Linked DNA regions of Mus musculus: region 1 is linked to region 2. A link is a contact called in public Hi-C data. All regions are on one chromosome and are shown on one strand. Each heading gives the region's core, a stretch centred on a gene start, on an enhancer-like site or on the middle of the called end of the contact. The rest is flanking DNA. Distances are from core to core; before and after follow the strand shown. Region 1 overlaps Gm46970 (a long non-coding RNA gene). Region 2 overlaps Frmd4b (FERM domain containing 4B).

The links. Hi-C and Micro-C count contacts between places; a contact is called where the count stands out from the background.
Region 1: a Hi-C map of cerebral cortex shows a contact between it and region 2, with 2.1 times the contacts expected there. The contact joins two enhancer-like sites. A contact is called at or near these places in 2 of 39 promoter capture datasets (the 3T3-L1 cell line and the C10 cell line), 2 of 15 datasets of contacts at CTCF or cohesin (liver and pro-B cells), 63 of 484 Hi-C or Micro-C datasets (the 3T3-L1 cell line, B cells, CD4 single positive thymocytes and 43 more), 15 of 115 datasets of contacts at active chromatin or transcription factors (CD8 T cells, the HPC-7 cell line, bone marrow-derived dendritic cells and 10 more) and 3 of 9 other capture datasets (adipose tissue, liver and pancreatic islet).

The regions. Positions count from the first base shown.
Region 1 is chr6:97,503,588-97,509,436 of GRCm38.p6, reverse strand. Gm46970 (a long non-coding RNA gene) reads right to left here. Exons shown (of 5, transcript XR_003956336.1): 1 at 1-5,849. It also overlaps a transcript of Frmd4b not described here. Among named protein-coding and RNA genes, the nearest start is that of Gm46970, 10 kb to the right of the region's middle. Within about 2 kb of position 3,181, at least 81 of the 459 cell types and tissues checked have an H3K27ac peak or open chromatin away from gene starts, as enhancers often do. A contact at or near this core is called in cerebral cortex, where this site is marked.
Region 2 is chr6:97,432,850-97,438,793 of GRCm38.p6, reverse strand. The region is part of intron 1 of Frmd4b (FERM domain containing 4B); the gene reads left to right. Among named protein-coding and RNA genes, the nearest start is that of Frmd4b, 52 kb to the left of the region's middle. Within about 2 kb of position 3,848, at least 15 of the 459 cell types and tissues checked have an H3K27ac peak or open chromatin away from gene starts, as enhancers often do. A contact at or near this core is called in cerebral cortex, where this site is marked.

The DNA of each region.
Region 1 (5,849 bases), core at 1,932-4,431, 71 kb before region 2:
GCATTTCCTGCAGGTGATCGCTGTGACCAGATCGTCCTCCTGTATAACAGCACGAACACGGTAGTAACTTGTTCCTAAACAGGGAAGAGAGAGTAAATCGACCGGTCTCCCAGAATTCTAAGTGATAGGCCTTACATTCTCTCTGATGGATTGCCTTATGTCCGGGGCCACTGATGTGCTAACTGGTTTGTGCTATTCAAGATTCCTTCCAGAGTGAGGAGTTGAGGAGAGGGGAGACTAAGAAGGGAACATCAGGAAGGATGATGGAAGCTTCTGGCAACTAAACCACCTGATGAGACCTTCGGCTATCTAGAAGGGGACCTCATTATTGTCCTCATGTCATCTTCTCAAAGGCTGGTGACACAGCATAAACTCCCTGCTCCCTCCTCATCGCAACTTTCCATGGTACACGCAGACACGTGGGGCTTGTGTCCTCGCCTCTCTGCTTGAGTTGGCTTCCATTTTGGTGGATTCTTGTTGGAAATTTCTCGATAGCCCAGCAGATTGCCTTCCCAACGTGAGAAAAGAAGTTCAGACCTCTGCCTCCAGGGTAAAGATCAAGCCAGAATTTGCGAGTAACCTGCTTCCATCTTCCTTTTGTGGCTTCTGCCCCAATAAGAAGCGATAAGCCAAAGCCCAGTCCCTGCAGAAGCAGCTAAAGTAGTGGACTGGTGATCCCCGGGCCCTTTACTGACAGCCTGTCATTTCCCCCGGGGCTGTCCCTCCGAGTCTGCACATGCTCTTCATGAACAGTCTTAGGGAGGAGGAATTTCCCTCTGTATTTCATAGATAGCAAGGCAGAGCCTTGATGGGGGTGAAGTAATTCCCTCAGGTGATGAGGCATATGAAGACCAAAGTGGGATTTTGGCCTAGGTTTGCTAGAGCTTGTGGGTGGCACCTAAGCTTCTCACCAGCGTCTCTCTTCAGTCACACACTCACAGCACTGCTCCAGGGGTAAGAAGTCAGCCTTCCCATCTTCTGCCTTTCCTTCTTGAAGTCCTCTTCACGCGTGGCTCGGTCTTACTGCCAGAACCCCACACAGCCCCTGGCCTCCCTCTCAGAACAGCTGCCCCTGTTTATCCACCTACTCAGGCCCGCCTGTGTAGTGCCATAAACCCTGCTTCTTTGAGAATTTCATTTCCCTGTTTTACATCATTTAAAAAAAAAATCAAAACACACATTTCATTCCATCACAGCCCTGCCCTTTCTTAACTGTTCAAGTCCCCAAGTGCTGTTGATTGTATTGAATGCAGTCCCAAGTGCTGTTGATTGTATGGAATTTGATCATGGAGGCTGTTTGCTTTTCAACAAGGGCCTTGGCTTGCTCAATAGGGGGAAGTTTCACTCACATGAACAAGACAGCGCCTTCTGGAGCCCTTGGCTCTTGAGCCACTCCAGGTGAGTACAGTGTCTCCTTTGCACCCGGCAGTGTCCAGCAGACCATTAGCCAAAAGGAACACTCTAAGTTCCAATCCTGAATGGTTCTGTTACTTCAAAAGGAATGTGCCAGCGATGCCTCCAAGCCCCTTTCCATACCAAAATGTCCTCCTCATTTCACCTTCTTCTTGCTTCCATGTTTTATCTCCTCTCTCTGTTTCTCACAATCATGTCCAGGGTCAGCCACAGCCTTTAAATGATAAATGAATGTTATTGGCATGTAGCCATGTTCATGTATGTAAGTATTTTCTCTACCTGCTTTTCCGACACAGTAGTAGACTGGTTACAACTGAGACCATTTTTTTTTTAAATTATGGAAGATCCAAAATATTCTGAGCCTTTGAAGAAAGGTAGACCCCTAATCTAGGTCAGTAACTCTGCAGTCATACAACTACAACCTCTACCTTCCCCATGCCCTACCATGGCCAGGAGTAAAATCCTGATGTTTGGAAAGGAAAGAACTTCATCTCAGTTATGTCCACTTGCAAGGAAAAGAGGTAGGTGACTGTCCAGCCTCCACTTGTACCCAGGGTAGATGCTGCTGGCCTGCCACATGCCCCAGCCCTTCTTCTGACTGGCTGCAGCACAGGAGTGGGAAAATATCCCCCCTCCCTCGTCCAGGAGATGCTATCAGATCCGAAAAGTCATGTAAGACGACTATTAAATGTAATGGGTGTCATCCTACCTGAGATGGCATTCCTTGTGAAGTCAAGGTGATGAAACTAATTTTCTCTCTGCTTCTTTAGTACAATACCATATAGACTATGAGTCATATAATTAGGGACTATGTTGTACAAAAATTCCTCCCTTTAAAAAGTAGGCTCATTACCATGAAGTGCCCATAACATGAGAAACACGTAGAAACTAAGCCCCACTGAGAATGTTCTAGAAACTCAGCTAATACTGGCTTTACTAAATGGCTACATTGGTAGAGCCCCTGACTGTGTTTATGTTCTTTCTCTCCTGCTAACTCTTACAGCCTTTTGTAAGCAGGCCCCTGTTGCTGATTTATAAGGGGCGTAGTTCTCAACCTCTAAGGGTCACATACCAGGTATCCTGAATATCAGATATTTGCATTACAATTCATAATGGTAGCAAAATTAAAGCTATGAAGTAGCAACCAAATAATTTTATGGTTCAGGGTCACCACAACAGGAGGAACTACATTAAAGGGCCACAGCACTAGGAAGGTTGAGAATCACCAATACAGGGTAAATGCCTATGTGTGCTTTGTGTAGGGTCTGGTCATCTATGTTACCTTCATCTGCCACAAACCATATTCACGTCATAGACAGTTCAGAGATACCCTCAAACAACATGTTCATGTACAAGTGCAGGTACTTGCTCTGGAACCTGCAGTTCTTGGCGATGGGTAGGAGCTAGTTTGCACAGGCACGCATCGGCTGTTGTGGGGACCTGCCCCAGACTGCATTTGCTGCCAATAAGCAGCTGAACAAGCTTCCTTTGAGCGGGAGGTGATAGGGAAGTCGTGAGTGAGGAGGCGGCTTTGCTTCACAGTTTCTGGTTTCTTTTTTTTTTTTTTTTTCTCCACAAGTAAGTGTTTTACCAAGGAGATAAGGCGAAGCCATTTACAGGACTGGGAGAGTCTCTCCCGCTTCCTAGCATTAGCAGTTTGATGGAGAACTGGGAGGAGCCAGCCCAGCCGGCAACTCTGGGGAGGTTGGAGCCCTGTGCAGTTTGGCATCCTGACAACCAAGTTGTAAACCGTGTGTGTGGGCTGCAATCCAGTGTGGGGCTTTCCAAGAACCACTGTTCATCGAACCTGGAGCTGCAGAAGCCGAGCCAGAGAGACTGTGCGTGTGCCGTTGGCCATTTAAAAGCCGTAAGCCAACCTTGGCAAACGCTTTGACTCTTGGCACCTTTGGCTCTTGGCTCCTTAAGCCTTTTTGTGTTAAATTTATGGAAAACAGGGTAAAAAAAAAAAAGCTCTCCCAGGGAACAGAGACCTTCTAAATACTGTTTTAAGCTTTGGGGTTCATGGGATCCCAATGAGATTAAGAAAGTGATATTATTGATATATCTCGGGACAATAAAGAGGAAAAGGGAAGGCGGAAGAAGAGGGAGGAGAGAGAGAGTCAATGCTGTTGCTTTGGATTAGAGTGAAGGACTTAATAATACCCAAGGTACCACACAACTAAGTTAGTGAAAATGCAAACATATTATTTGAAGTCACATCAATTTAAAAACTGTTCCTAGTAATATACTGCATATGAGCAAGTCCAGTTCATAAAGGGACAAGGTTAAAATAAAATTATATTTCAGTGGAATGCCAAGGCACTAGCAAGCCTTTTACCCAGGCCAGAGAGCAGATCACCATGAGGTGCTTCATTGTCAGTACAAAGGAAGGAAGAACAGAGAAACAGGAATGAGCAAGAAGCTGTGATGTATCCCAGAGCAAGGAGGCCAAGGTTTGGGGGTGCTTACTGCCTTCACTGGGGTATCCCTATGTTTCCAAAGAAATGGCCCTAAGAAAGATGCTGGCTGTTCCTGCCACTCAGCACCCCTGTGCCTTCTGAGAACAAGAAAGCTTGACTGGGCCAAGTATTCCCTCCAGACTACTACTGATCAAGTTGTACTTCAAGAGGCTGTCAATCATAGCACCCCACACTCCCGTACTCTCTAACAGTTCTTGCATCTACACACGTCCCCCTTCCTCACCTGGATCAGATGATTACGATTGTCAGTCAGCACATCTCCCATGATTTAATTACTAGCTGCCAGAAAGGAGCTTGCTCTGGTTCCCCTCTGAGTTTGAGCCAATGGGGGCATGAGTTTGTGACACTGTTCATCCTGCTTACCTTGTAGCAGAGTGAGTACAATCGGCAAAGACCGCATTCAAGGGGCTGAATGCGGATGCAAAACAAAAAACAAAAAACAAAATCAAAAAAAAAAAAAAACAAACAAAAAAAACCAAGCAAACCAAAACTACACACAGCAAGACCAAACAAAACAAAATTACACACACACACACACACACACACACACACACACACACACATATACACACACACACCAAAAACAAGTCAAAAACAGGAACAAGTCAAAAGAGAAGTAGGTTCTTGGCATCCACAGGCTTCCTTTGCCCTCCTGATCCCTTGCCTGGTCTTATCGGTCGATACATTTTTCTCTATTAAATTAGATAGTGCTGTGTTTCCTTCACTTGCAGCTAAGAGCTCTGTCAGAGATACTTCAGCTTCTGCACACGGGCACCCACGGTCCTCCTGTGGGTTGCTAAGCCAAGTTCGACTTCCTCTCAGCCCCACCTGCAAACTTGATGGAGTGCAGCTTCCCTGTAGACTTAGTGATAAGCAAGGGACCCAGCAGGCGAGAGGGTGATCCCAGCTTCAGTCCTTTTTGGTAGGCACCCCTGACTGTCACAAGGCTTTTCTTGTGCCTTCTTTCTGGCTCTGTGGAATTTTGGGTTTGAGCTATCTGACTCAATCTGTGGGCGTCCCATAAAAGATATCCTGCGTGTCAGATATTTACAGTATGATTTATGACTAGCAAAACTAGAGTTGTGAAGTAGCGACCAAAATAATTTTATGGTCTGGGGTCACCACATGAGGAATTGTATTAAAGCAGCATGAGGGAGGTTGAGAACCACTGGTCTAAAACATCACTCTCTTAATTTCTCACTAAGTTTTGGGTTTACAAAGTTTTGGGAAAACAGGGGTGATGATGATGTCGATGAAAATGATAATGATGATGATGTTGACAAGATGATATACCTAATTCATAAGCTATGGTGATTAACTATTGGCAACTTCATAAAAGCAAATCAATATATACTAGATGAAGATATTCATGATCCTTCTATTTCTAATATTTCCAATAGTAGGGTCCAAGCTTTTTGTCCTTAATATTAAAGAAATTGATTTTTTTTGATTCTTTGGTTTGGGTGGTGGATACATGAATAATCTAGTCTCAATACCAAAGGTATAAAATTGAATGTGAAACTTCACAGCTTCTTCTCTAAATGTCAATTCTAAATGTAGTTCTAATGTAAGTCCACTGTGTTGTATAGACTTTGAATCTGGTTAATTTTGGTGTGTCGTGTTTTTACTTATTTGAATTTTTATTTAATAAAGTTTATAAAATAAAAGTATTTTAGAAAGAAAGAAAGAAAGAAAGAAAGAAAGAAAGAAAGAAAGAAAGAAAGAGAAATATTCTGAGTAAAAGACTTGCCTCTCACTGGTTAAAATGAAAAAGGCAGGGAGAGACACCAAGGTACATGCCTGGATGAGAGAAAGACGGTGCTTGACTCTGATTCTCAGGCAGTGCATTTGAGCCTGTGAGGTGTGTGTGCGTGCGCGCGTGCGCATGCATGCATGTTGGGGTAGGGTAGGGGGTTAAGCAGACTTCCTTGGACAGACATTGAAGGATTTTGCACT
Region 2 (5,944 bases), core at 2,599-5,098:
GGAGCGTACTTGAGCCTGACTTTGATCCCCACAACACTTTATATATATATATATATATATATATATATATATATATATATATATATATATATAAAAGCCATGCATGGGCTGAGCATAATGATGCACACCTTTAATCCCAGCACTCTGTACTACAGAGACAGAAACTAGTAGTTCTCTGTGAGTTCAAGGACAATCTGGTCTACATAGTGAGTGCAAGGACTCCACAGAGAGACCCTGTCTCAAACAAAACAACAGCAAGCAGGACAAAACATGTATGCCAACCCTTACTTGTGATCCCAGGGCTAGGGAGACAGAGATGGGTGGAACCTTTGGACTTGCTGGCCCAGCAGCCTAGCCTAACCTGGATACTCCAGGACAGTGAGAGACTGTCTCAAAAAACCAAGGTGGACAGCACCTGAAGAACTATGCTTAGCCCTTGTCCTCCCTCTGCGAACACCCATGGGCACATGTACCCACACTCTCACATACAAAGAATCATGGTGTAAAATTGTGTGTGTCTATGTGGCCCGAAAGTGAGACCGAAACAGTCTAGGGACCCAAGTGAACTAGTGAGGGGGTGGATAGGGAAGGAAATGGGGAAGGGGCATGCACTCAAAGCGCATCATATGCTTGCATGAAAACGACCTTATGAAAGCCAGTACCATATACAACAAATACTCCACTTTAAAAACATTATTTTAAGGGAGGATCTGGTGGGAGGAGTGGGGAGAAGGGAAAGAGTATTGTTCAAATTATGTTGCATGATATTCTCAAATAATAAATAGAAACATTAAATACCTATCAAGTAGGTAAATAAACACACTTGATAAAAATAATCTATCTGCATATGTTAGTTTCTTTTCTGTGTGTGTCTGAGAGTTAAGAAGCTCAACTCTGAATGGTCACAATCATACAAAAACCAAGAGCTGGACAACAGCCTTCGCTGACTTCAGGCACGGGGCTGCTTTACTTGGTGTGTTTGTAGTCCTGGTGATGAAGTGCGGTGCCTCGCACTTTCTCAGCAAACACGCCACTGCTGAGCTTTGCCCTCATCCCTGAACAGTGAGTGGTTCTGAGTTAGTTTATTGATTATGACAAGGAAATAAGAAAGGCATTAAACCCAGATATTGGATTGCTGCCCTCTCCAGGGTTTGACTAATGGGTTGATTTTCGACTTGAATAAGCCTGTTTGACATCTTAATATTCCAAAAGAAATTTTGAGAGTTGGGTAGAAGGGGAGAACAAGCTATTTAAGCAATCTAAGCATTTAAGGTTAGCAGTATAGTTACTGAATCACGTCTACTGACCAGAGAACTCCCTGCAATGGGGTAAAGGCCGGTGGTGTCCTCCACTTTGTATGGTTACCCTTTGTTCCTTTGAGATTGGCTTGGTTTGAATACAAGGGGGACAAAGCTAAACAGGAAAGGCTGGAAGTCTAGGGGTGGAGTTTGGGCTTAGCATGAGCAGCACCCTGCCTTTTTAATTCCCAATGTCAACAAGTACAGCAAAGAAGTACAAGAAACCAGGCACAGTGGCACACACCTGAAATCCCAGCACTCAGGAGTCCCAACACTCAGAAAAATAAAGTCTGAGCTGCATAATGAACTGACACCAGGCCAGCCTAAGCAGAATAGGGCCCTGGCTCAAACAACAGCAATAAGTGTGTGTGTGTGTGTGTGTGTGTGTGTGTGTGTGTGTGTGTGGTGTGATTGTGTGTGTGTGTAGGGGTGTGTGTATGCTGGTCAGAGGACAACTTTTGAGAGCGGCTGAAGCTGCTTCTTCCTTGTTCTTTCGGCCAACCAGCTTCTGAGCCAGGTACGTAGGGTAGGCAGCCTAAGGGCTCTCCTCCACTCTTTCACTGTTAGGATGAGGGAATTACAGATGCCTGGGTCTCTTTATGCACTGAGCTATCTCTCAAGCTTCCTGGCTGCAAATCCCATCTGCAGCTCCTCAGCACCAGGCTGGTATCTCCTGGATGCCCTCACTCTAGGATCAATGACTTTATTCTTTTATTTTCAGCCAGCCTTATAATATCAGGCTACCATCTTGAAGGGATTACCTCTTGTGAAAATGCCACCCCCAGGGACTGTCTTCCCCCAAGGTATGGGTGCTAAAACCACAATATAACAACAACAAACCAGCTGTGCACAGAATCCAAGATCTAGAAATTAAACCATCAGCCTCCCTTGTGGGCTTTCCTTTTCAAACCTCCCCCAGGCAGAAAGGAGCTTGCAATTGCGTGCTAATGCCCAGAAAAGAGGTTAGCTTTTCAGTCCCGGCTGGTGGCCACTTGTCCACAACAAAGAACAAGGAAACATTCTCTCAATCCATAGCCTCCTTTCTCAGGCCTCCTGGGCAGAGGGAAATTGAGCTCTAGCTGCGCTCTGAGCTGGGTTCTCTGGCCAGCTGGATTGCAAGTGCCCCACCCCTGCCTTTTTTTTTTCTTTTTTCTTTTTTTGCTTTTATCTGTCTGTCTGTCTGTCTGTCTGTCTGTCTGTCTGTTTAGGTAGGTAGGTAGGTAGGTAGGTAAGTCAGTAGGTAGGTAGTTATGTCAGTTTCCCGGACACATCTGTGGAAGTCAGAGGACAACTTAGATCTTCTCTCTTTCCATCTTGCGGGTTTCCGGAACCAAACTCAGGCATCAGACCTGGTTACCATCCCTTTGACCTGCTGAGCCTTAAGCCCTTTGCCTGAACTGAAAACTTCTTACTGGTTTGACTGCTCAGACTTTCTCTCCTAGTCTCTAAAGCAGTTCTTCTCCAAAGGAATAATTCTGTCCAGGAGCGGACATTTAGCAACGTTTGGAGATGGATCTAGTGTCACAGTAGTGGGAAGTATCCACTTACTACTGGTCAGTGGTCCTACATCACAGAGGACACCAAAGATTTTGCTGCTGCAATGACCATGGTGCTGAGGCTCAGAACCCTAGGACAAGCTCCATTCGCAGTTGCCCTTGTGGAACCATCTGACTGACTGACTGACTGACTGACTGACTGACTGACTGACTGTACTGATAGTGCCACTCTCCTCAGAATGTTGCTGCTTGAGCAGGTGTGAGCACATGATTGACAGCATGAATGCTTGAATGGCATTGTGCACTGCACTCAATCCCAAGCCAAGCTGATGTGGACTCAGGCCCAGGAGGCCGCACAACTGATCATCCTGCAACCTTCGGGTAGAAGCAGGATAGAGCCAGGAAGCTGCTCACTCAGAATGGATGAATTCCTTCTGGATTGAGATGTAAAACCCAGGAGTAAATTCAGGCAGTGACTTCAGGAGATACCCAGCCTAGCCATTCCTTCTTGTTACATTTCCTTACGGCAGCGATTCACTGGTTCAGTTTCCTCTCTTCCTTTCTTGTTTGCTCTGACAAGCGGTCTCATTTAGCCAAGGCTGTCCTTGAACTTCTGCCTCAGACTCCTGAGTTGTTGGGATTACACACATACACCGCCACACTCATCATTCAAATTCATCTTTAGCAAACTGAATTCTCACACATTTTTTTCATTCCTCCCTCATCTATCCATTTTTCTCCTTTTAAAACTTTGTTGCAATCTGCTTTTCTTCCTTCACCTCTGTCTCTTTCACCATATCCACTCCCAAGGGTTCTGCCAGGGTCCTGTGAATCCCACCCCACATTGTAGCAGTGTGAGCAGCCCCTCCAGGACTCTGCTTTGCCTCTGCCTAATCAGAGTAGCTGCGCTTGCTACTTAGGGGGCTGGTTAGCAGCAGGCAACAAGAGTGCACCAGTTGTGTGCTGCTAAGTCGGGGCTTCATAGACAGTGCAGTTGCATGCTGGGAAGACAGGCTCTGTCTTGAGAGAACTAAAGGAGAAATCACAGCTGACTTTTCTGGAGACATCTGTGTCAGTGCAGGCCATTCACGGGATGAGAGTGTCAATAGCTCACGCTCAGTCACCACCCAGAGATGATATAAAAGGGCCCTGTTCTGCTGGAATTGACATCATCTGGGTGAAATATAAAACTCCATCCATTCAATAGGTCTCAAAGTAATACTGGCCTAGATCCCCATCCCCAGCCCCTTCTCGCTCCAGAGTCTCTCATCTGATGTGGAGTTTAATGGCTCACCTTGCTCTCTGGTTGGAAATTTTGTTTCCTGGTGTGTCAGGTTTTCTGGGCCATGGCTTGGGAGTTGCTTGGAACAGCCTCTCTTTAGATCACGCTCTATCAGTATAAATCAGCAGTTCTCAACCTGGGGGTGGTCGAACGAGGGTCATCTCTTTTCACAAGGGTCACCTAAGACCACCAGAGAACACAGATATTTATATTACAATTCATAACAGTAGTGAAATTACAGTTGCGAAATACCAATGAAAATAATTTTATGGTTGAGAGGCTCACCACAACATGAGGCACTCACCGTATTAAGGGGTCACAGCATTAGGGAGGTTGAGAACGACTGGTATAAGTAAATGTTTATGGATGTGTGTTAGCATCTAGGTTCAACTCATTCACTAGGAAGACCTGAGCAGGTGCCATGACACTCAGTGGAGGCCAAAGGACAACCCTGGTTATCTGTCCTCGCCTTCTACTTGGTTCTGAAGCAGGATCTCATTTCGCTCGCTACTTCATATGCCAGGCTAGCTGGCCAGCAAGTTCCCAGGGACTCTTCAGTTTCCATCAATCATCTCTCCATAGATACCCTGGGATCACAGATGTATGTTCTATTGCATCCAGCTCTACATGGGATCTGGGGGTCCTTATTCAAGTCTTCAGACTTGCATGAGTTTCTTAGAAGCATGTTACTCCCAGCCCTCAGTCAGAAGATTTTCGGAGACCCTCTTTTTAGATCGAAGCCCTAGGGGAGCAATAAGGGACAGCAGAGTCAAGGTCTCCCATGCTGTGAAACTTAAGATCTAGTGGTAGAAGGCAGGCTGACAGATATAGCTAAATGAGAACTGTAGGTCTTAGGCACACAGAACAGCACAATGGAGTGGAGGAGGCTCCACATTAGATGAAGCAGGGAAGGCATCCTAAGAAGGCAACAGACCCCTGATCTCAGATCTGAAAGTCATGAAGGGACCTGAGAATGAACTGAATGGGGGGCAGGGCGTTCCATCCAGAGAGAACAGCATATGTGATGCCCCAAGATAGAACCAAGGTTTGATGTGAAGGAAGAAAAGGAGATTGGTGTGAATGCACTGACTTGGAGGTGAGATCTGAGACACAAAGAAAAGTAGAAGGGGTGGGCCCTGGGTTAGCATCTCTTCTTATCACTGTGGGCAAGATAACTGACAAATGCAACTGATAGAAGGAAGTGTTGATTCTGTCTCACAGCTCAATCTGCTGTAGCCAAAAGTCATGGCAGACAGAGCTTGATGCTGCTGGTTACATTGTATCCATAGTCAGAGATGGGGGTGGGGGGTAGGAGGAGGAAAGCTGGGGCTCAACTGTCTTTCTTTTGGGGGGGCTGCAAATTTTTTATTAGGCATTTTCTTCATTTACATGTCCAGTGCTATCCCAAAAGTTCCCCCCCCCACCCACTCCCACTTCTTGGCCCTGGCGTTCCCCTGTACTGAGGCAGATAAAGTTTGTGTGTCCAATGGGCCTCTCTTTCCACTGATGGCCAACTAGATCATCTTCTGATACATATGCAGCTAGAGACACGAGCTCCGGGGGGTACTGGTTAGTTCATATTGTTGTTCCACCTATAGGGTTGCAGATCCCTTTAGTTCCTTGGGTACTTTCTCTAGCTCCTCCATTGGGGGCCCTGTGATCTATCGAATAGCTGACTGTGAGTATCCACTTCTGTGTTTGCTAGGCCCCGGCATAGTCGCACAAGAGACAGCTATATCAGGGTCCTTTCAGCAAAATCTTGCTAGTGTATGCAATGGTGTCAGCGTTTGGAGGCTGATTATGAGATGGATCCCCGGATATGGCAGTCTCTAGATGGTCCATCCTTTCGTCTCAGCTCCAAACTTTGT